4 separate regions of the Mus musculus genome follow, and all the other regions are linked to region 1. The links are chromatin contacts, called in public promoter capture Hi-C maps. All regions are on one chromosome and are shown on one strand. The core of a region is the stretch at or near the end of the contact, and the rest is flanking DNA. Distances in the headings are between cores, read along the strand shown. Region 1 holds the start of Relch (RAB11 binding and LisH domain, coiled-coil and HEAT repeat containing). Region 2 holds the start of Serpinb8 (serine (or cysteine) peptidase inhibitor, clade B, member 8). Region 3 holds the start of Kdsr (3-ketodihydrosphingosine reductase). Region 4 holds the start of Bcl2 (B cell leukemia/lymphoma 2).

Region 1 (5,486 bases), core at 2,184-4,683:
ACTAGCAGGTTTTAAAAACAAACTGACTTGTAATTTTTGAAATGGGCGAGACAATTGGGAAGGCTACACCCATGCTTACAACTTTTATTCTCCCTTAGGCTGAACCATGCATGCTGTCACCAGAAATATCACATGCAACCATGTAGCTAAGTTTCTTGATCAACAAACTAATTTGGCCTTCTTAGACTATTTGATTGAGAATAGTTGATAAATGTGCATGGATCTGGTTAATATAGAAACTCACAAATGATCAGGGAATATCAGTGGAGTGCAAATGAGAAAATTATACCATACACCCCTAACCCCACCAATGTCTTTCAATAGGCTGTTGCAAAAGAGGGGCTCTGAAAGACCCTAAGAGCCAGAGGTTAGTGAGGACCAGAGCAAAAGAGTGTCTTTTGGACATCACCGGAATGTGGCACCCATGAACTCACAGCAGCTAACCAGCACAAGATCAAGCCAATCAACAATGAGCAGGGAGGGACTCACAGGTCCACACAATTACCTGAGGAGCCAGGGAGACAGTTGGTGGCTTCTCAGGAAGAGTCAGTTCTTTAAGGGCATGGCCTATGGTAGAGTAACCATGCTCCAGTGAATGGGCTCACATCCTTGAGTATATGGGTACCATATAGGACTTGGTGGGTTATTTAAAAAGAAGAGAGGGAGACATGAAGATGATGAGTGAGGAGTTAGGGAAAGAAACAGAAGATAGATATGATCAAAATATAGTATTAAGTTCTGGAAGATTTTTTAAAATTCTGTTAAAAAACATTCTTGGTTCCCTGTGGAGGCTTAGCTGATGATCCTGGATTGCTTTAAATCACATGCATTGTGATTGTCTTAACTTTGAGTTTAATGCTGCAGTGTGACTACCTGGATGAAATAGGAGTGATGCTCCTTTCAGATCATTCATATCCTCTCACCTTAACACAGTGCAATGTTTTCTCAATTCCTCCATTACGTTATTCTTTATCACCTCACTTGCCTTTTGTGTTAATTGGCCATTTTGAGTGAAGACCTACTCTGATTACTTCACTTGATCATATACTGAAAAAAAAACTTAACTTTTGCTCAGTTGTGTCCTGAAGCAGACATAATATATAGCTGTGGTAAAAATCAATATTATGATAGAGATCTAGGTTCAAATATTAGATCTGCCACTTAAATGATAAAATATAAAAAATATAAAAAGTCTTCATTTCCCAGTTAGTAGTCATGCCGTCAACACTCCCCCTCATTTCTGAAAAATGAGAGAGCGGCAAGAACTCCAAGCTAATAACTAAAACGAATCAAATACAAAAACCAAACAAACAAAAAAACCAAAGAAACCCTAAAGGCTATGATGTAGGTTAAAACTAAGTCTGGGCCAGGCGGTGGTGGCGCACGCCTTTGATCCCAGCACTTGGGAGGCGGAGGCAGAGGCAGGTGGATTTCTGAGTTCAAGGCCAGCCTGGTCTACAAAAGTGAGTTCCAGGACAGCCAGGGCTATACAGGGAAACCCTGTCTCATCTTCCCCCCCCCCCCCCCAAAAACAACTAAGTCTGGGATGTACATAAAGTAATATATATATAAAATAAGTGAAAATTTGAGTCCCAGTGAGATAGTTTGTCAGGTGACAATGTTAGATAATTTAGACATTATAAAAGAAGGAAATGTGCTTAGGATTACTCTGATAGAGAATTCACCCTTCCCAGTGTTATGACATCAAACTTTAGCAACTTCAAGCCTCTGGTATCATGCAAAAGTATAGACATTTAGAAATCAATCAGGCTTATTTATTAGTAAATTCCAGTTGGGTTCACAGAACCAAAGTATTAGCATTAGTATGGAAAAATTTGATGCCTCTTAAAGATGACAGTGAGAATTCTCATTAAAGCTTATATATAAATAATGACTAGGCCAGTGATTACTCTGCTAAAAATGAATGATTGTAGCAAGAAAAGAAAGAAAGAAAAAAAAAGAAAATAAGTGAGAGTCACTTATTCAGAGAAAAACAATCCTTCCCAGTGCTATGTTGAAAAGAAAGCTGGTAAAAGATCCTTGGTCTGTTTGTTCCACAGCTTTCCTGTATACGGAATACTATTGAAATTGGGGTAGTGAAACTGATTTCAAACAGAAAACATTCTATGAAGCAGACACATCTCATTTCCTTCTTTTTATTAGCATATATTAATGATACAAAATAATGGAAAAGCAAAGACAAAAGATCTTCAGTGGATTGAACTTCAGTACAGAGGGCTGACATTTCCTGTTTGTTCTTTTTCTTGAGTCAAAGAATTACTAAGAAACATTTTATTTCCTCGTAGTGTGATTCAACAGCCTGGGGAAAAAAGGAAAACTGCCTAGAGAAAAATGCCCAGGCAATAAGGAAGCTTTCTAGAGTGCCATAATACTCAATAAACTGGAAACCCTGATGTTATAGGTCCCAACACCAACGGGGAGCCAGGAGCTGTACAACACCTGCCAAAGATCGGAAACCAATGCAAAGAAGAGCTACAGCAGGATCTTTCTGTTTGCAGTACACAGGACACCTCGCATCTCACTCAACATACTCTCCCTTCTCAAGACGACCCTAGACTCAGTACCCGCCCACAATCCCCTTCAGCTGCACTCCAACTCTAATCCCCCATCTGCAGGTGTGACAGGCGACGCCTACTTACTGAGCTGTCCTCCGCCCGACGTCGTACTCGGTTCCCGACCTCCAGCGCCTCCGACGATGGAGGCGCCAGGGATCCCGGGCGCCCCCATCCCTGGGGGGGTCCCACTCTGCCTCTCGAAGTTGCCAGGATTGGAGAAGTAATCGCGCAGTCGTGGTAGCTCGCGGCCGCTCTCCAACAGCTCGGTGTGCAGCTCCAGGGCGGTCAGCAAGTATTGATCGCGCAACAGCTGAGCGGCGATGGCATCGATTGACAATCGGGCAGGGGTCTCCCCGCTGCCCCCCGGAGCCGCCGGGGCGGCGGACATCTCCACAGCGAGCCCCGGCCGCGCGCTGCTTCCCAGGGCCATGGGGTCCTGTGGCGACAGGGAGCCTGCAGAACCAGGATCTAGGCCGACCCCGGCACCCAGCCGAAGTCCTGCCCGCCGGTCCTCGGTTGCCGCTACCTCGTCGTCGTCCTCATCCGAATCACTGAGGAAAGGATTTACTCCGCTACCACTGCCACCACCTCCGGGCGCCATCGCCGCCATCTTATTCTGTCAGGAATGTGGGTGCTTCCCTGCTTGGCCCGACAGGCCCTCAGCCTGAATCCCCGTTAGGTCCCGAGAGCCGCCGACCACCTAGGCAGCCCAGGCCGACCGCACCTCTCCTCACCTAGAGCCTAGGCCGGACTGGGAGGCAGGAGCCCGGTATGCAGCAGCACCTCCCGTCTCAGCCGCTGCTGCACCAGTAGCCGACTCTGCAGGCGTCTTCCTGGTCCCTAGTCTCGCGAGAACTGGCTTGGTCCCATCTTCGCCCCGCCCCGTCCCCGCCTCAGCCCCACCCACCTCTGGCCTTGGAGTGGCAAGATCGAAGGAACCGCTCCAGGCTCAAACATAAGACCCCGCCCACAAGCTCTCGAGGATTGGCTGGAGTTACAGGACCTGGCCAGAGAGTTATCGCGAGAGCAGCGAAGGCCTGGGGCAGGTTGGGGGCGTTCCCTGGAGCAGTAGAGGTGGAGGTCGCTGAGGGGTACGATTTGGCTGTGGTTTTTGAGGGTTGAAGGGAACCCTCCCGACATCTTTCACCGCCCTGGGTCCTGCCTTCGTTCTGAGGAGGTCCCGTTCCCAAGACTGGGCCTGAGCCGGATAGTTCTCAGGTAAAGTCCCGGGACCCTTGCACTTAAGGTGTTCCCACGCCCGCTTCTCCCTTCACGCTTCAGTTTTTTGTCGCTGTTTGCTGTCACCGCCCAGATAGCAAGTGCTCTGAGCAGCGGTCAGAATCTGGCTTCTTTGCTCTTCCCTAGTTTCCCAGCCATCTGCTCTCTCCCCTGGAGATCTGGCGACGGCATGGCCTCCTTGTGGTTAAGGAGGGCGCCTTCCCGCCCCCTCCGTCCGGGAATAGGACTTAGAAAGCTGAAGGGTGCAGATAGAGCCTGGACGGAAGTTGCAACATTTGAGTTTCGAGATGCCTTTACACTCATCTGTGAACAGCCTGGTCTTGGACGACAAACTAAGTAATATGTAAACCCATGGAAATTAACATACACTTTACATCAAAGGAACTTTTCAAACTATCAGCGCTATCTCTTCAGTACAACTAAGTTGTCTGGGCCGCTTCAGTGGCCTGGTCATGTCCACTGCACTAGGACACATTCGTTGGAACAAGTATCACCTATCTTTTGTCCAAAACCATTCTTTTCCACAATCCCCTGAAACCTTGCTAAGTCCATTTAGGCTAGAATCGAGGTTTTCTTTATGGATCAATCAAATTTTAGCGATTTAAAAAATTGTACTCTGTAGAGAGATTTGATGGCCTTTATGAAACATTTAGCACATAACTATACTCGTAGGTTTGGAATATCATTTATCCTTTATGCTATTCCTTGATTGTAGTTTGAGGTGATAAGAAGTTTCCCTGTCGCTATTAGACTCCTAGCCCTCATATCTTCTATTTTGTTAAACATAGAATGCCACTTTTTCCTGGTTTTAGAATTAAGTTCTTATTAACACCAGGTCCTAACAGACAACAAAATAAATAGCCAACAGTGCTAACCATCTGCTCTGATATATATAATGAAGTATCTCCTTTATCTTTGTGGAAAATAAAAATAGAGCATTGTTATATGACCTCAGGTCTGGTTACCGGTTTACATGTAAAGTATCCCAGCAGTTAAGTGTAGGTTTTAATTTCAGTTTAATCAGTCTCACAGGAAACTAAAATTTCATTTGAATGAGGCTCTGAAATGCTTTCTTTGGTTGGTATTACTATATAGTTATTATTTGGGCTTTTTAACAGGAGCTTTTAAAGTATGTTACATGTGATATGAAGGTGGGAGGGGGAATACTGGAGGTTGGGGTGGGTGGTTTAAATGAGCATAGGAGACCGGGAGATGGGGAGAAAGTTAGCCCAAATAGTAAAAGACCATAAAGACCCTTGCTACATTGTGAAGCAATTTAAAAATAGTGTTAGTAGTAAGGATTTTTTTTTAAATAAGACTTTTAGCTTCCAATTCGTTGGACTAAATGCTGTACTGTGCTATTTATTAATGAATCTGGAAAAAAATCCTCAGTAACATGGCAATAGTATAGAATGAGCAATATTTTAATGTTTCACATTTCTTAGCAAAAGGGGGTATCAGTTCTAACTTTGATATTGTCAAAGAGATTAAAAATGTAACCAAATTTTGGAATGGAGGATTAGTGAATGGCATGGGAAAAACATGAGCAGAAATGTGTATTTTCTTCTTCTTTGTAATGGCGATGCTTAGAAATATACTTTTAGGGTGCCTGAGGAAAACTGCTCTTAAAATAATAGAAGGGCACATCATATACATATCATTTATTGTGAG
Region 2 (5,486 bases), core at 2,056-4,555, 1.9 Mb before region 1:
CACTGTCACACATAAACACACTCAACTGTACACACCCACAGTCATACAAACTCACACGCACACATTCACATGCTTGTAAACCATGGTCCTGCTTACAACAGAGGCAGGAGCTAGAAGACAATGTGACTCCCCATTACTTTTGTGTCTCAATTTCAGTTATACACAGAAGCTTTTGAGAAAGTAGGAATATCAAGCAAAAATATCTTGACTAGTAAATCTAAAGTGAAATTATTTTCAGTAAAATACTAAACAATAGCTTTAGGGTTCATTCTGAAACTAGACTATTCAGCTAATAAAATGAATAAGCATTTGGCTAACATTCATTTTACAAGTGGAGAAATGAGGACAGTGACAATTGAATGCTGTCTGGGGATTTACAGGAACACCAAGCCTTCCTCCTGCTCTGTGCGTGTGACACTATGCTTCTGCTGGGAGCATGCCACACTGTGTTCCTCCTCACGTGTGACAGATAAAGGCATTCACAGAGCACTTGTGCTACACTCTACTTTCATGGTTGTTGGAACACAGCCAAAAAAAAAAATGACCCATGGTGATGAACACTGCCTTGGAGGACTGGAAGAGATGTTCCAGGAAAAACGGGAGAAGGCCTTTTACCTTCAGTGCATTTGGTTCTCTGGATTGTTCTTAGACATGATTTTGTGCCTCCCTCATTAAACACTTACATTCAATTTATAAGACATGCTTATTCTTGTTGAACGTTGGAACATAGCTATAGAACCCAGTCTGGGGAAAGGACATACTGAATGCTTTTCTCAGTGTACCCTGAATCCGGATATGGCTTTCTGCCTTGCCTTCCTGCTTTCCTGGATATAATAGACAGTATATGCCAGGCAGTTGCATTTAAATTGGTCTGCCACCAGAAAGTTCTAGAAAAGGGTCTGAAGAGGCTCTAGGAGACTGGAGCATGGCTAACATGGTTCTGGCAGACCTTGACCTCCCCCCATTCTCTCTGCTTTGCTAAAAACCTTTAGATTATATTCATTTAGCTAGCCACCAAAGTCTAGTCCCTTATTTGGTCACTTGTTTCTCCCGAGGCTGCCCACCAAGGTCTATATATCAATGTATTGAAGTCCAGCAATCAAAAGCCTCCTTTTGGCTCACACGTGATCCATCTAAAAATGAGGTTTTCCTTTGTACCTTTATAGATCACTATTTGTCTATGGACTACATCTGTCTCTTCTCTATACAGAGGTTATACTTTGTCTATTTAGGGAAAATATTCTTTCCCCTCTCCCTTGTTCCCTTCCTCTTCCCCCTTGTCCTCTATCTTCTGTCTCCTGCCTTTATCCCTTATTCCTTGTCCTTTGTCCCTCTGAGGCAAGTAAATATCCTTTGTGCTGAAAATTTTGTCTTGGGGTACCTGTTGCCAACTTTGAGGTTCCTTTCAGGACTGCTCTATTAATACTTATTTTGTGCTTGCTGGTGTTTATTTACATGTTTTTCTGAACTCAACCAACCTTCCTTGAATCATTTTTTGCTTTGTTAACATTCTTGAAAAAGTACACTGAAACATGCTGTCTTCCCAAAGAAGCTGACTCTGACAACCTGAGTGGGAATTCTGAAGGTGGTAAAAAAGCAAAACTTCAGGCTGAGAAATTGGCAGGTACAAAAAAGAATGCAGCAGATCACATCTGTATGGTATTTAGGGGTGTGATCTATGTGGGATCCTGTGAGACACAAGGGGGAGATGAGTCTCTTTTGCTGAATTTGTGAGTATAAGCATAGACTGGGAGCTGGAAGCCATATAGAGTTTTTCTACCAAGCATGTTACATGTAGCTCTTGGGCTTGAAGAAAATGACACAGCTCACTATTGTGTGTGGAAAGGGGCTGGAGAGTCTTTTGGTAGGCCACCATGATGGACCAGTGAGTGTTGATACAGATGAAACCCTGGAGAAGTAGGAATTGTCAGACAGAGTGATGGCTGCACATTACAAAGAAGGGAGGAGTCCAGAATCAAAAATAAAGTTCCATGCTAAATGTTTACTTAGATTGGGTCAAGAATCTTAGCAAGTTCCTATGAAGAATTGGCTTGGAATGGGGAAGGTGATGCATTCCATTTGAGATGTGTGAGACACACCAGGTCATCTGAGGCTGTAAGGTGACAGCCAGTGTAGTTTGGAAATAAAGGTAGGGCTAGAGATGAGCAGACATTCCAAAGCAAGAGTTAGGGGCCCTGGGGATCTGGAATCCAAGACAACCTAAGCTAACAGATGAAATGGTTTAGATCCTATGAATGGTGGAGGTACTGTAAGAGAAGCCCACCTTACTCTAGGTGCTGTCCATGTAAAAGGAAGAGAGAGAAAACACAAATAAAACCAAAATCATGACCTCGGGATCAAGGAGTTATTGGGAGAAGCCGGAGGATATAACTGTGTGTTCCACAGATACACAGCCTAGATTAGGAGCCCATGATATGAGAAAGAGAGCCCTTGGGAAGAAGTCTGGACCTAAGGTGCAGAGCTGTAGGGCGGGTGCCTGAAAACTGGAAAGTGGGGAATTTAGCTGAAGAGCAACCATTACACAAGTTAAAGGATTGTAGGTAAAAAAGAACTGTTTCAAGTTGACAAGAAGTAATTAATAAACAAAAGATAAAAGAACTTTAAAAAGGAGGGGAGTGGCTAGTGGAGTGGATAGGTGGGTGGGAGAGAGAGGTCAGAGACAGGAAATAAAGAAGGCTTTAAGCTGCACAGTGGAGAGGACTTGTATTTCTGCCCCGAAGGAGCCAGCACTGCAAACAAGTGTGAGGCTCCAGGTAAATTCCGGACATGTTGCAGGTTGCTCCCTAGCCTTATTTTTGTACCCTTGGCTTCTCCCAGTCGCAGTTAGAAAAAGCTCCAGCGCTCCCTAAAGGAAATGAAAGCCCAGGGCTTGAAATAGCAAGTGTCAGGCGCCCAGCCAATCACTAGAAGCCGACAGCAGGTTTGCAACTCAGGGTGCCCATGCCTTCTGTCAGCTTTGCTGAGACACACCTGACCCCTAACAGCCCAACCGCACTTCTTACCTCTCTGTCACTGGAGTCCTCTGCTAACTCCTGGGCTCTTTAACTTTGGTGAGATCCTGGCCTTTCTCCTTCTTGGCTTCTGTCCAGGTTCTTCAGTGCCAGTATCTATCCTAGGCCCCCGGGGTCTGAGAGGTTTGAGAGCCTCTCCCACAGCTTCACCTTGAAGATACCTGCTGCTGTGGCTGATCCTGCTGCTATTCTTGCTTTGTGGATACTTAAAGTCTGTCCTGATCCTCCTGATCGGGGCAAGGCGCCTGTCGGGTGACTCAGAACATAATGCACAGACTTGAACACTCTGTGACTCACACTTCCCACAGTGGGATCTGGGAGGAGCCAGAGCCTGGCCAGGCAGCTTCTTGGGCAGGGGTGGAGTAGGTTGGGGGCTGGGAGGGTGGGAAGGTGGTGGGTGTCAGCTGACACTTGTATTTGTGTTTGATTATGTGAATGCAAGAGCCGGTTGGCAGTTGGAATTTAACTTTCAAAATTAACCAAAGGCAAACCAGGAATCGCAACTGCTCTCAGGGCAAAAGCAACTGTTTTGCTTGGCAACCTAGCTTTTGGCATGCATCCTCAAAATTAATCACATGATTATATGCTAAATGTTAATCACAAACAACTGTTGTAACACACACACTTTTTTTTAAAAGCAAGAAGGCTTGAAAATTAGGAATAAACACATTTTTTACTGCAAAAATTCATGTACTTTTTTGGAGACCTGAGTGGTTGTGTGTGCGTGTGCGTGTGCGTGTGCGTGTGCGTGTGTGTGTGTGTGTTTGTGTTTGTGTGTGTTTTAGTTGGATATTTTGACAATGATTTGAAGACCTGGTTTAATTTTGATTTATTAGTGACTGGATTGTTGGCTATACTGAAGAAAAGACATCTCAGGAACTGAGCTGATTAAAATGAAATGCAAGCTTTCTTTCTTAAGCCTTTACCCTTGGTTTTTAATTTCTACGCTAGCTCATTTGTTTGGTATTAAATATTCAAAATGTTAAGAACATTTTAAGAACACTGGACTTCTACTTGGAAGATCATTATGAAGGTTAGAAGGTAAATTTCCAAGCCTCCAAGACTTATGTGTTCTAGCCATCAAAGCATATGACCATGTGAAGATCAAGTAAGTTATTCTTAAGATGGTAACTACGGTTTCAAAGAACAGTTCATATCTCATTGACTGAACAAAAGAGCCTTTATCTGCTAGGGGATCAATTGTGCTTTTTAACAAAAGCATTCTCCATATATTCTTGGAGGCACTTAACCAACACAGAAAAGTTCAGCATACTTAGATTGGTGGCCCTTAAAAAACAAGAACTGAACAAGGATAACAACAATAGACATGCCAGAATAGAAGGGAATCTCCAACCCCACACAGAGAACTCCAGACAACTAATGAGCTCTGAAATGGGAGACTCTGCTCTGGGGAAGAGCCGACCATCTGGTCATTCAGAAACAGATGGTCAGCCCTGGAAACATACATATGAGTAACATATAGACTCAGCAGTTTGTCTTTTACATAGTTAGGAATATATATGTATGTACATATACACATGATAGTGGTGAAAGGAAAGAAATGGCTACAAATCTGAAAGAGAGCAGGGATGGTGTATAGGAGTTTTTGGATGGATAAAAGAAAGATAAGGGATAAATGATGTAATATCTCAAATAAAAATTATATTTTAAAATCTGCAAGTATGTGATTATTTCCTTTTAAAAACACTCATAGAAGCCTTGATGTTTACCAAAATAGGTTAGTAGTTGTTGGGCTACTTACACAACACATAATCATCTCTAATCATTGCTTTTGAATCACAGCAGTAATACTCAATGCCAATCTTCCCTTGCAGTGCCCTGCTGAGAGAACAGGAAAAGCTCTCAGCACTGTTCATCATAGAGCAGGGCTTCTCCCTCTGTGCCCATGCAGACTCCAAGCCAAGGTGCAGTACAAAACCATGTTTCTTGGTTCTAAAGTCTTTGGAGCTGTACTCTGCTTCTAGAAAGGGACTGGAAAGCCTAACATACAAGAAATATAGGCACAGACACTAAGATTGAGAGCATCATAACCATTTTGAAATGTAATCCTTGCATATATATATATATATATATGTATATATATATATGTGTGTGTGTGTGTGTGTGTATATATATATGTATATATATATATACATATATATATATATATATATATATATATATATATATATAAAATCACCACCACTACTAGTCAAAGTATTATTCCTAGGAAGTATTAAAAATGAACTGCAGCCCTTGCTTGCCTTTAAACCTAAGTAGAACAGATAGTCCCAAGGTACGTGACTATGCCAGGAAGGCCTTACTCTCAAGCACACTTATCTAGAATTAACTCTTTTCTTCTTTGTGGACTTATGACTAGCTATCACCTCCCCTCTTTTTACAATATCCTTACCTCTTTTCTTTTTCTTTCCTTTCCTCTCCTCTCCTCTCCTC
Region 3 (5,486 bases), core at 812-3,311, 1.1 Mb before region 1:
AAAGACTGGGTCTCAATGCTAAATTCCAGCTCTATACAGTCCAGTTCATCATCACATGACCTGTCGGAATGATACCACTTTAGGCTCATAGATCCCCCTTGGACTCCACGTCTCAAAGAATGACACTTCAAGAGGGGCTTTAAAAGCAGCACACCAAGTCTATGGGAGGCTACAACAGTAGCTTTGTGTTTGAGCCCTCCCACCTGCCCTGGGCACTGTTTCTTGGTGTACTGATCTGTTTCCTTCCCTGTGATAAACATAATCAGGAGTGTGACAGCTTTTCTGGAGCACTACGAGTCCATCCAACAAACTTCCCTTCAACCAGAGGGGTTGGGAGCCCTTCAACTTCCACCTAGTTTTACAGGTCCTGGGAATTGTTCCCTCACATCTATGAACTAACACTGGGCACAGATCAATAAAAGAAAAAGATTAATTCCTTTTGCTGTTTGTAACCACAACTACATTTCTTTAAATAAAAAAAAAAAAAAGGAAAAATATTTACCAAAAAAACAAAACCCACTATGGAAAGGTTTTAATAATCCTGAGGAAAAGAGTTTTGGAGTAGAGGGTTTGAAAGTCTGGAGTTGACCTAGCTGAGTGAAAAGTTATGCTACTACTTAAGAAAATGGTCTGGCAGAGCCCTTCAAATGCTGTTGCAGAGTGGCTTGAGGGCCAGCGATGAGAGAGCCAAAGCATGCACACTCAAAAGCTTATATGTGAAAGTACATAGATTTGGGATTTAATACCTTACTGTGACACAATAGCACAGGTTGTTCTTTGTTACGATTATAATACAATATGGATAGCCAGCTATATTGAGAAATAGAGTTTAAAATCTCTGGCTACCCAGTGAACCCTCCAAGTGTTGGAGGTTTGTTTTGCTCAAATGAGCTTTGGCCAAAGGCTAGATGTTAGCTTTATATCATCCTAATCCAGAAAGTAAGTTCTTTCTTTGCTTTGGGGAGGTTTAATAGGAATGGCTTTGTTTAAAGGAGGCTGGCCATACATGACCTTACCAAAAATGTATTCAGTGAGTGTGATGGTGAACGCCAAGACATACTAGTAGAGGTCAGAGGACAACCTACCTTGTGGGGCCAGAGGGATCTAGCACAGGACTTAAAGCTTTCTAGCAAAAGACCTTCCTTCCTTTTGGATCCAGTAGCTTTTTTTTTCTTTTGTTATTGTTTTGATCAAAAAGTGATGAGTGAAAAAATAATCTAGCCTACACTAGGATATTATCAACAATAAAAAGAAATTAAATACTGATAGGTACAGTATGGAAGAATCTTAGTATGCTAAGTCAAAGAAGCTAGGCACTGCAGAGGGCATATTATTAGAACTCCACTTGTATGAATAGACAAGTCCAGAGAGCTTTGTGATTGCCTATAACTGCACCATTTAAGAGAAAATGAGCTGGGCGTTGTGGTGCACGCGTTTAATCCCAGCACTCGGGAGGCAGAGGCAGGTGGATTTCTGAGTTCGTGGCCAGCCTGGTCTACAAAGTGAGTTCCAGGACAGCCAGGGCTATACAGAGAGAGAGAGAGAGAAACTGAACTGTGACTGTTAATGACTATAGGGTTGCTGTGTAGGGCGACAAAAGACTGTGGCGATAGTTTAGACACTAAACTAAAACTATTTTAAGTCGGTGGACCAGATGTTGGAATTAAATCTCTACAACGGTGGCTCCCCGCGCCTCCGCGTTTGCATCTGCTTTGGTTACAGGATGTATGTACAGTTTTCAGCGAAATTCAATTATCAGAAATCCAAGTCAACGCTCAAAGCGAAAGGGAGCGGTGACCATTTTCTGAGTGAGCCATAAATACACGAACTGGAATCTGTGATTTCAAAGAAGAATACCAGGACTTAGGCACAGAACAAAATCCGTGGATCCAAAAGCCACCGTTTGCAAGCCTCCCACGACGTTGGCGGGCGGGCCAACGGGGAGGCCAAGTACCCGGAGCCTACGCACGCACAGCCTGCGCAGCCGCAGCCTGAAGCTGAAGGGGGCGCGGGCCCAGGAGCTAGTCCGACAGCGGAGACCGCCCCGCCCAGGCTCCTCCTCTTCCCTTCGCCGCCGTCCCGCCCTCGCTCGCAAACCCAAACACTCCCGGCTGCTGGTGCATGTGATCTCCCAGTAGTCGCTCGGCAGAGATGTTGCTGTTGGCCGCTGCCGGCCTCGTGGCCTTCGTGCTGCTCCTCTACATGGTGTCGCCGCTCATCAGTCCCAAGCCCCTCGCGCTGCCCGGCGCGCACGTAGTGGTGAGTGGCCTCCTGTTGCTGAGCTTGCCCAGGACTGCTTGGCCGGCTTGGGCCAACGAGACCACGGTCCCGGAAAGGAACGGTTGAGTGGGGCGGGTTACCTACTGCCTTAGCCCCGGCATTGCCCTGCCCTGTCGGACCTCAGGAACCCGCCCTCCAAGGCGCCGGGCTACAGGGCAGTGTCGTGGAGAAGGCGCCAGCCTAGTTTCCAGGACTCAGGGGCTCTGCTGCTCGCTGATCCCCGGAGCATCCCTGTCTGCCACTGTTTGGATCTTCAGTTTCCCCAATGAGTCAACAGAGAGACTGAGAAACTTTGCCAAGGACACGGCAGTCGGTGACTAGCAGGATAAGGGCGCAAACCCGGATGGGAGTAGCCACAGCCAGGGAATCCTAAGGAGCCCACAGCAAGGAGGGGGTCTGGGCCTCTGGGGCTGGCCCAGGCAGCTGAGACTGTAGGGTGTCGTGTGCAAGTGACAAAGAGCCCCCAGAGGCTTCTAGGAAGTGATACACCTGAGGGGTGGCCTGGCAGGTTTGGCCAGCAGGCTTGTCTCTGAACTCAGCCAGGGTCTGCTGAGTACTGCTCAAGTGCAGTCCTTTCTGGCGTCAGAAGGAAGAGCTAACCAGCTTGATTAGAAGCTTAAGATGGAAGGAGATATGAGTGGTTTGGTTTGTTAAAGTCCGGAAGCTCGCACGTTCCTATGTGCAGGCTTGGCTATGCCTCCACCCCGCCCCCACAGCTCAGAGCCTCAACTCTGGCATTTCTCCTCGGTGTCCTATATAGACCCAAAACCCGAGGCACAGTGAGGCGAGGAGTTGCGAATAAGGACAGCTAGTATCCAAACCGGCAGCACGAATCTCCTTGGTGCCCTTAGGTGACTTACATGAGTGCATCCAAGTAAGTCCCCACTGCGTTGTTACAGGATAGAGTGGTTATCTTAGTATGATTTATCCCAAACAAGAATTTCTGGATGACAACATGTGTTTCCATTAATTTGTCTTTTGTAAAATTACTGATTTATTCCCAGCTGCTGCTATGCATGATGTGGAAAGAGTTATTAGAAAAAGCCAAAGTTTACAATCATGCCAAGTTGCTAAAGTTTTACATCCACAAAATCGTGACTAAAGCAGTTGAACTTGCCGGCTGAGGAAATGGCTCAGTTGGTAAAGTGCTTGCCGTGCATCATGCCCTGAGTTAGGGTCCCTAGCACCCACATGCTCACTGGGCCTATGCCTCTAACTTCAGCACTGGGGCCACAACCTGTGGATCCCTGGAGCTCACTGGATAGTTTGCCTAGACGCACGAATGATCTTCAGGTTCAGGGAGAAGCCTTGTCGCAAAAATTAAGGTGCAGGGTGACTGAAATGCCAGACACTGCCAGCCTCTGCACAGGTGCACCTACATACACAACGCTGAATCAACTTGTGCTTGTATAGCTCAGCTGTGGGGCAAGGGAGGAGAGCCAAAGTCAGAATGAAAACTAATTCGACAACTACAAGGTACTCACAACTACCCTTGGTACTTGTTCTTGTGTCCCCAGTCCCCGGCTCTTTCACAGAGGAGGTTAGGGCTGTTTCAATAGACGCATTCTTTTTCCCAACATATTTTTATTGATTCTTTGGGAACTTTACATAATGCACTCCAAAACACTCACTTCCCAGCCCTCCCAGGATCCTGCTTTAATACAATAAAAAATAATTACCGCTATGCATGTATGTATGTTTACTGGTATAAACAACATAGCATGGCTTATTCATATGGTGTCCCTATCTGCCTTTTTTAATATCTGAAGAGTAAAATGTGATTTAGTTGTGATCTGGGATCAGGAGAGTGAGCCAAGCTCTTTGTTTTTAGAGCAGTTCACATACGCTGGTGCTGTGGTGTCTGATCACAGCAGCAAAGCTTTGCTGGTCTTCTCATCCAGTAGATGATTGTTCAGTGTCCCTCCTTCTGGATGACTGAGAGTAGTGCTCCTAGCAGCAGGAAAGTTGCTGGTGCCCTTAGTAGGGCCTGTATGCTGCGCTTAAAGAGACAGTATCGTTTAAATGGTATTTGTAGTGATCAGTAACAAGGAGTGGTCAAGGAAGGGAAAGTAAATGGTTATCTTCGGGGCCCTCTGTTTAGATATAGTATACATTTAACGTTTTCTCGGCCATTGTGAAAAACCCACGCCAGTTCTTAGAGCATCCAGAAGAACATATTCCAGAATTAGCCTAACTGTATTCTTATATGCCACTCAAGACTTAGCTGCGTTGGCTAGATCCCTTTGAATGCACCTTGATCTGAAAACCAGGTCTCACTCCCAATGTGAGAAAGTGACACTGTTTGCTTTCCTGAAACCCGCCCTGGCTTTTGTTCACATAATACATCAGAGCATAAAAGATGTCTCAGTAACCTCATTCCTAACTCCATCAGCTTTCTGAACAATAAATAGGGAGACTTTTATTTGTGAGCTTTGACGTTTTGTTTTGTTTTGGTTTTTTGTTTTCATGGAAATGACATAGGAGAACATTCTGCAAACTGAGGAAAGTATTTATTGAGTGCCTGCTTGTGCAGGGGCCTGGCATGGTCTGTGATGAGTGAGACAGGCTGGCTTGGTATTGGTCCATAGGAGCCATGAGTTCAGCCAGGGAGCCAAGATATATCCAAAGTGAGTGCAGACTACATGGTGACCAGCCAGGAGGACTGACTGACTGATGTGTTCAGGAAAGGTTCCCATAGGGCGTGGGGGAACTGTGTGGGGGGATGTGTGATCCGGGGAAGATAAACAGCTTAAGGCAGCATTATAAAGCATGTGAGGAAATGTTTTAGAGGCTCTGACAAGTACTATGAGGAGTAAAAGTTCATAAACCAGAACAGCCCGTAAGATAGCCTGATATCAGAAGCCACGGAGATAACACTCAGCCAAGGCAACGTGTATCCTTCTATAGTCATCCTCAGCAGACATTTGGTTAATGATCTCCCAAGCAAACCTCTCCATTAGATCCAAGGTGAGACTACAGGGAAGTGACATATTCTCAAGAACACAGAGAGACACATCTATGCTTGGAGGGTTTCATGGCAATACGAACATTACAGTGTGGGAGATGTTCTTTCTGCATGGCTTTAGAGTAGCAAAATATTCAAAGTAATCCAAATGTCTGACTGGAAAGGAGCTAGGTTTTGACAGGAGAGATTTTTGTTTTGCTTTTGATACAGGGTCTTACCGTATAGCCATGCTGGCTTGGAA
Region 4 (5,486 bases), core at 1,799-4,298, 1.1 Mb before region 1:
TTCTGGCTGGATGCTACCCACCAGAGGCACCAAAGGCTGGCCCCTGGACTCGGTAGAGGTAGAAGCCACCTTGGGAAGTGAAAGGCCACCGTACATTGGTCCAGAAGTTATTTGTCCCCAAGCCAAGTTGGTCAGGGCCAAGATGCCACAGAAGGGTCTGGGAAGACCCTTAAGGAAAAATGAGGGAGCATTTCTGTGTCTGGAAGTAGGGAATGCTTCCATCCTGGCTGTTCCTATTGCAGAAGGACACCGTGACTCCTGCCCACCCCATTCCTGCCCTCTTGTTTCTCCAGCCCAGTGCAGGGCATTAAACATGCAAAGTCTTTGGATTCCTCTGAAGTAATGTGGGAGGTTAAGACATGGTCCTAGGAGGATCCCTGAGCGGTCTTTTTACCATCAGTGCTAGTTCCATTTCTGTGAACACATACCTCAGTGCCTCCCCCCAGTGCAGGCCACCTCTCCAGCACTCTCAGTGCCATCAGAGAGCTGTGAAGGAGAGGTTCCCTTCATCCCTTTAGTAACAGACTCCTAGGAAGGCACCCATTCTCACAGGACAGAGAGTGGTCTCATGGCTAACAGGGTGAGAAGAAGTAAAAAAGCAAAAAAAAAAGTACTGTGTGTGTGTGTGTGTGTGTGTGTGTGTGTGTGTGCGCGCGCGCGCGCGTGCATGTGTGCATATATATTAATAGATGCTTTTTGTAGCTCAGTTGTACAATACTTGCCTAGTGTGCATAAAGCCCTAATTTCAATCCCGGACACCACACAAATGGGTCATTATGCATGCCTATGATCCTGGCACTCTGGAAATAGAGGCTGGAAAATCATTACATTTATCCTTTGTTACACAGCAAATTGAAGGCCACCCTGGGCTACATGAGACCCTGCCTCAAATAAATAAAGGTGGAAGGGGAGAATGGCTCCACGGTGCTGTCCAATGACAATCCATGCCATGGCATGTACTCCACCAACCCACACCATGTACACACAAAATACACCCTTTTAAACTTGGAATGAGGTAAAGATAGTGACTGAATGTGCTGTTCCCACAGTAATCCAGCAAGCCTGTGGGACTTGTCCACCCTGCACATGTGCTCTGTTCTTAAGCCCGATGTGGCAACCTGCTAGCCTGTGAACGAACAGCTTACTTATTTACTTATTAATTTAATGTATGTGAGTACACTGTCACTGTCTTCAGACACACCAGAAGAGGGCATCAGATCCCATTACAGATGGCTGTGAGCCACTATGTGGTTGCTGACACTTGAACTCAGGACCTTCGGAAGAACAGTCGGTGTTCTTAACCGCTGAGCCATCTCACCAACCACGAGTTTTCATTAGTATTTTAATTTGTAATTAATATCCTGGAGACTGTTGGGAGTTGCCACTCTTCACCCAAGGGTAGCATATTGGTACTACTCACTACTTAGGAGTCAATATATGTCTCAGTAATCTCTCTGGCTGCTGAGAGCTGATAACATAGTTATCACATAGCACAGTTTTTCTTGGTGTTTTATGTATCTATCTCTCAGCTTGATTGTTTCTGTCTGGGTTCATACAAGTGACAGTGGCACTGTGTGTCTGTGGGTACATAGACACATTATCTGTATGGCTGCATCTTCTGAAGCCGTCTCAGGTTGCATGCTGGTCAGAGCTGAGGATATCCAAAACCGTACCTATGCCGTGTTAGGGTCATGGCCTTGAAAGGTGGCAGGTATCACTCCCTGAGGTCCAGCCCCAGCCCAGTGCTGGGAGCGTTAGGAGCAGAGGAAAAACTGTCCCTGAAACTCAAACTTCTGCTGTTCTCTTCTCCTCTCTTCACTGGCCCACTGCGAGTTAGGTCTGGCCTTGGTCACCAAGTTGGGTATGCCTGGATAGAGGCTAAAAGCGCCTGGGTGCTCATGTGGTATCTGCTTGGACACCTCCAAAGTAACTCCGCATACCACTTTGACTATTCTTTAACAAGCCAAGAGCATCAGCGACTGCCATCAGTCTGCCACTGTCTGACTAAGAAGAGATGAGGAAAGACCAGCCTCTGAGGCACATCCCTTGCTGGTTGTGGACATCACATCATGCTCTTCAGAGCAGAGGAGTACTCAGACCTGTTCTAAGTTACACAGCTTGTGGTGTCTGGACAAAAGGGCCTAGAAACAAGCATGCTAACGTTGTTATTCTAAGTATTTTCATTTGTAATTAATATCCTGGAGACTGTGTTGGGAGTTGCCTCTCTTCACCCAAGGGTAGCATATTGGTACTACTCACTACTTAGGAGTCAATATATGTCTCGGTAATCTCTCTGGCTGCTGAGAGCTGATAACATAGTGTTTGGGGGTTCACATGGTTAGCTGAGGGTCTGTTTGATTTTATACACTATATGTGGTTGTATACACTACACTGTTTAAAGGGTCCACATGATTGTAGATACACTGCACTACACACACACACACACACAGAGCGACTGTGTACACACTTTATGTGTGGTTAGAAAGGGTCCATTGGATTGTGCACATTCCATGCACGCGGTTAGAAAGGGTCCATGTGACCTGCACATGCTACATAGAAAAAGTCCATGCGGTCGTGCACACTGTACACGTTGAAAAAGATCCATGCAATTGTGCCCATCCTGTTAGAAAAGATCCAGGTGCCTCGCCACAGCCTGGCCCTGGCTATAGGCACGTCCAGCCAGCAGCCAGCCCCGCAGGCCCGAGGAGGCCCCTCACACGCCCACTGAGCCACTGCCGCCCGGGAGGCCCGCGCCACCCACGGTCCGGGGCCCAGCGTAGCCCGCGGGTGGCCGCCACCCAGGCCAGCGGCCGCGGCCGGGCGCGCGCTCCCCGGGGCGGCCGCGGCGCCTTTAACCCGGGCGGCTGGCGGGCGGCGGGAGGAGGCGGCGGGCGGGCGCTCAGAGGAGGGCTTTCTTTCTTCTTTTTTTTGAATGAACGGTGACGTACGTACAGGAAACCAGGCGCTCCGGCGGAGAATGAAGTAAGAGGCCGGGCCCCCCGCCCCGCGCCCGCCCCCTTCCTCCCCGGCCCGTCCTCCCGCCCCGCGTCCGGGTCCCCGCCGAGCCGCCGCCGCCAACACCGAGGTGCCCAGGCCCTCCCCAGCCGCAGCCGTCACCGTGGAACGGGCTGCGCGGCGCAAGCACGAGGAGGCGGCCGCCAGCGCCGCCCGCAGCGGAGGAGGAGAAAGGGTGCGCAGCCCGGAGGCGGGGTGCGCCGGTGGGGTGCAGCGGAAGAGGGGACCAGGGGGGGACTTCGTAGCAGTCATCCTTTTTAGGAAAAAGAGGGGGGGCAAACCCTCCCCCACCACCTCCTTCTCCCGCAGCGCACCACACACAGTGCGCGGGCTGCTCCTTGGGCACCCGCGGCCCCAGCGCGTCCGTGCCTGCATTTAGCAAGCTGCTTTTTTTCCCGTTTCGGAAAGCGCGTTGGCCCTTCGGAGTTTAATCAGAAGAGGATTCCGGTCCCGGTCCCCCAGCTCCTCCATCGTCCCCTTGGCGTGTCTCTCTGCCCTGGAGGTCTGAAGCGGTCCGGTGGATACGGATCCATGCCTGCGCTCCAGCGTGTGTGTGCAAGTGTAAATTGCCGAGAAGAAGGGAGAATCACAGGACTTCTGCAAATGCTGGACTGAAAAATTGTAATTCATCTGCCGCCGCCGCCGCTGCCTTTTTGCCCCGCTGCGGTGCTCTTGAGATCTCTGGTTGGGATTCCTACGGATTGACATTCTCAGTGAAGCCGGAGTGTGAGGACCCAATCTGGAAACCCTCCTGATTTTTCCTCCACCTAGCCCCCAGACCCCAACTCCCGATTCATTGCAAGTTGTAAAGAAGCTTATACAAGGAGACTTCTGAAGATCGATGGTGTGGTTGCCTTATGTATTTGTTTGGGTTTTACCAAAAAAGGGTAAACTTGACAGAAGATCATGCCGTCCTTAGAAAATACAGTAAGTTCTTTGCACAGGAATTTTGTTTAATATAACTTTCCATGGACGCGTTTGAAATATTTTTTTACTTCAAGTGCATTCAAGCAAATTTCATTTCCAGACAGTTTAATGCATTTTTAAACGTGTAACTTGTAGCGGATATACCTTTCTTACCCTAAATATATAAAGGAAAACACACCTGATTTTAACTTCCTAGGTCGTCCCGCCTCTTCACCTTTCAGCATTGCGGAGGAAGTAGACTGATATTAACAAAGCTTAATAAATAATGTACCTCATGAAATAAAAAGCAGAAAGGAATTTGAATAAAAATTTCCTGCATCTCATGCCAACGGGGAAACACCAGAATCAAGTGTTCGGTGTAACTAAAGACACCCCTTCATCCAAGAATGCAAAGCACATCCAATAAAAGAGCTGGATTATAACTATTCTTTTTTTTTTTTTTTTCTTTCGGGGCCGTGGGGCGGGAGTCGGGACTTGAAGTGCCATTGGTACCTGCAGCTTCTTTTCGGGGAAGGATGGCGCAAGCCGGGAGAACAGGGTATGATAACCGGGAGATCGTGATGAAGTACATACATTATAAGCTGTCACAGAGGGGCTACGAGTGGGATGCTGGAGATGCGGACGCGGCGCCCCTGGGGGCTGCCCCCACCCCTGGCATCTTCTCCTTCCAGCCTGAGAGCAACCCAATGCCCGCTGTGCACCGGGACATGGCTGCCAGGACGTCTCCTCTCAGGCCCCTCGTTGCCACCGCTGGGCCTGCGCTCAGCCCTGTGCCACCTGTGGTCCATCTGACCCTCCGCCGGGCTGGGGATGACTTCTCTCGTCGCTACCGTCGTGACTTCGCAGAGATGTCCAGTCAGCTGCACCTGACGCCCTTCACCGCGAGGGGACGCTTTGCCACGGTGGTGGAGGAACTCTTCAGGGATGGGGTGAACTGGGGGAGGATTGTGGCCTTCTTTGAGTTCGGTGGGGTCATGTGTGTGGAGAGCGTCAACAGGGAGATGTCACCCCTGGTGGACAACATCGCCCTGTGGATGACTGAGTACCTGAACCGGCATCTGCACACCTGGATCCAGGATAACGGAGGCTGGGTAGGTGCATGTCTGGTTGAATGAGTCTGGGCTTTGATCTCAAGGCCAAGATGCGCAGGTTGGGGTGTGAGTGGATTCTGGGTCAAAATGGGCCATTGAGCAGATGAAATAAAGTCGAGTTTGTAGCTTTGCTCCCCTGACCTCTCACTCTCTTCCTCTGGGTACATCACACCCTGCCAACACTGTGTTAACTCCTGCCCGCTGGCTGTGAGGGAGCAAGAATCCAGCATTTTTGATCCAGTAGGATCTGGAGATAATAGCATCCCTCCAGTAACTCTCAGAGTTAGTTCGTCTGAGTAGCTTGCTGCAGATGTTCTGGGTCCTGTGTAAGCACCAGACCTCCAACACTCCCTCTTGACCTATGCATCTTTAGCTCCTCTGGTGGACTAACAAACTTTAAAAGGTCCATCTAGACATGCAGGCTCCACCAGAGGACGCAGGCAAACCTTTTCT

What was found. Promoter capture Hi-C pulls out the DNA fragments that hold promoters and counts their contacts. Capture Hi-C pulls out chosen DNA fragments and counts their contacts.
Region 2: a contact with region 1 is called in a promoter capture Hi-C map of liver, with 5 times the contacts expected there. The contact joins the promoter of Serpinb8 here to the promoter of Relch in region 1. A contact is called at or near these places in 7 of 39 promoter capture datasets (the 3T3-L1 cell line, 3T3-L1-derived adipocytes, the HPC-7 cell line and 3 more), 1 of 115 datasets of contacts at active chromatin or transcription factors (bone marrow-derived macrophages) and 2 of 9 other capture datasets (adipose tissue and liver).
Region 3: a contact with region 1 is called in a promoter capture Hi-C map of pre-B cells, with 5 times the contacts expected there. The contact joins the promoter of Kdsr here to the promoter of Relch in region 1. A contact is called at or near these places in 18 of 39 promoter capture datasets (the 3T3-L1 cell line, 3T3-L1-derived adipocytes, the C10 cell line and 12 more), 9 of 484 Hi-C or Micro-C datasets (B cells, CD8 T cells, the N1E-115 cell line and 4 more), 11 of 115 datasets of contacts at active chromatin or transcription factors (T-cell acute lymphoblastic leukemia, astrocytes, differentiating embryonic stem cells and 6 more) and 2 of 9 other capture datasets (adipose tissue and liver).
Region 4: a promoter capture Hi-C map of pre-B cells shows a contact between it and region 1. The contact joins the promoter of Bcl2 here to the promoter of Relch in region 1. A contact is called at or near these places in 12 of 39 promoter capture datasets (the 3T3-L1 cell line, 3T3-L1-derived adipocytes, the C10 cell line and 6 more), 1 of 15 datasets of contacts at CTCF or cohesin (large pre-B cells), 2 of 484 Hi-C or Micro-C datasets (nephron progenitors and uterus), 9 of 115 datasets of contacts at active chromatin or transcription factors (the SCID.adh cell line, T-cell acute lymphoblastic leukemia, astrocytes and 6 more) and 2 of 9 other capture datasets (adipose tissue and liver).

The regions. Positions count from the first base shown.
Region 1 is chr1:105,661,808-105,667,293 of GRCm38.p6, reverse strand. It overlaps Relch (RAB11 binding and LisH domain, coiled-coil and HEAT repeat containing), which reads right to left and starts at 3,433. Exons shown (of 29, transcript NM_173187.4): 1 at 2,661-3,433. The coding sequence starts at 3,186. It overlaps Pign (phosphatidylinositol glycan anchor biosynthesis, class N), which reads left to right and starts at 3,618. Exons shown (of 31, transcript NM_013784.3): 1 at 3,618-3,794.
Region 2 is chr1:107,587,825-107,593,310 of GRCm38.p6, reverse strand. It overlaps Serpinb8 (serine (or cysteine) peptidase inhibitor, clade B, member 8), which reads right to left and starts at 3,305. Exons shown (of 7, transcript NM_011459.4): 1 at 3,024-3,305.
Region 3 is chr1:106,756,317-106,761,802 of GRCm38.p6, reverse strand. Kdsr (3-ketodihydrosphingosine reductase) reads left to right here and starts at 2,061. Exons shown (of 10, transcript NM_027534.2): 1 at 2,061-2,259. The coding sequence starts at 2,152.
Region 4 is chr1:106,711,852-106,717,337 of GRCm38.p6, reverse strand. It overlaps Bcl2 (B cell leukemia/lymphoma 2), which reads left to right and starts at 3,048. Exons shown (of 2, transcript NM_009741.5): 1 at 3,048-5,033. The coding sequence starts at 4,458.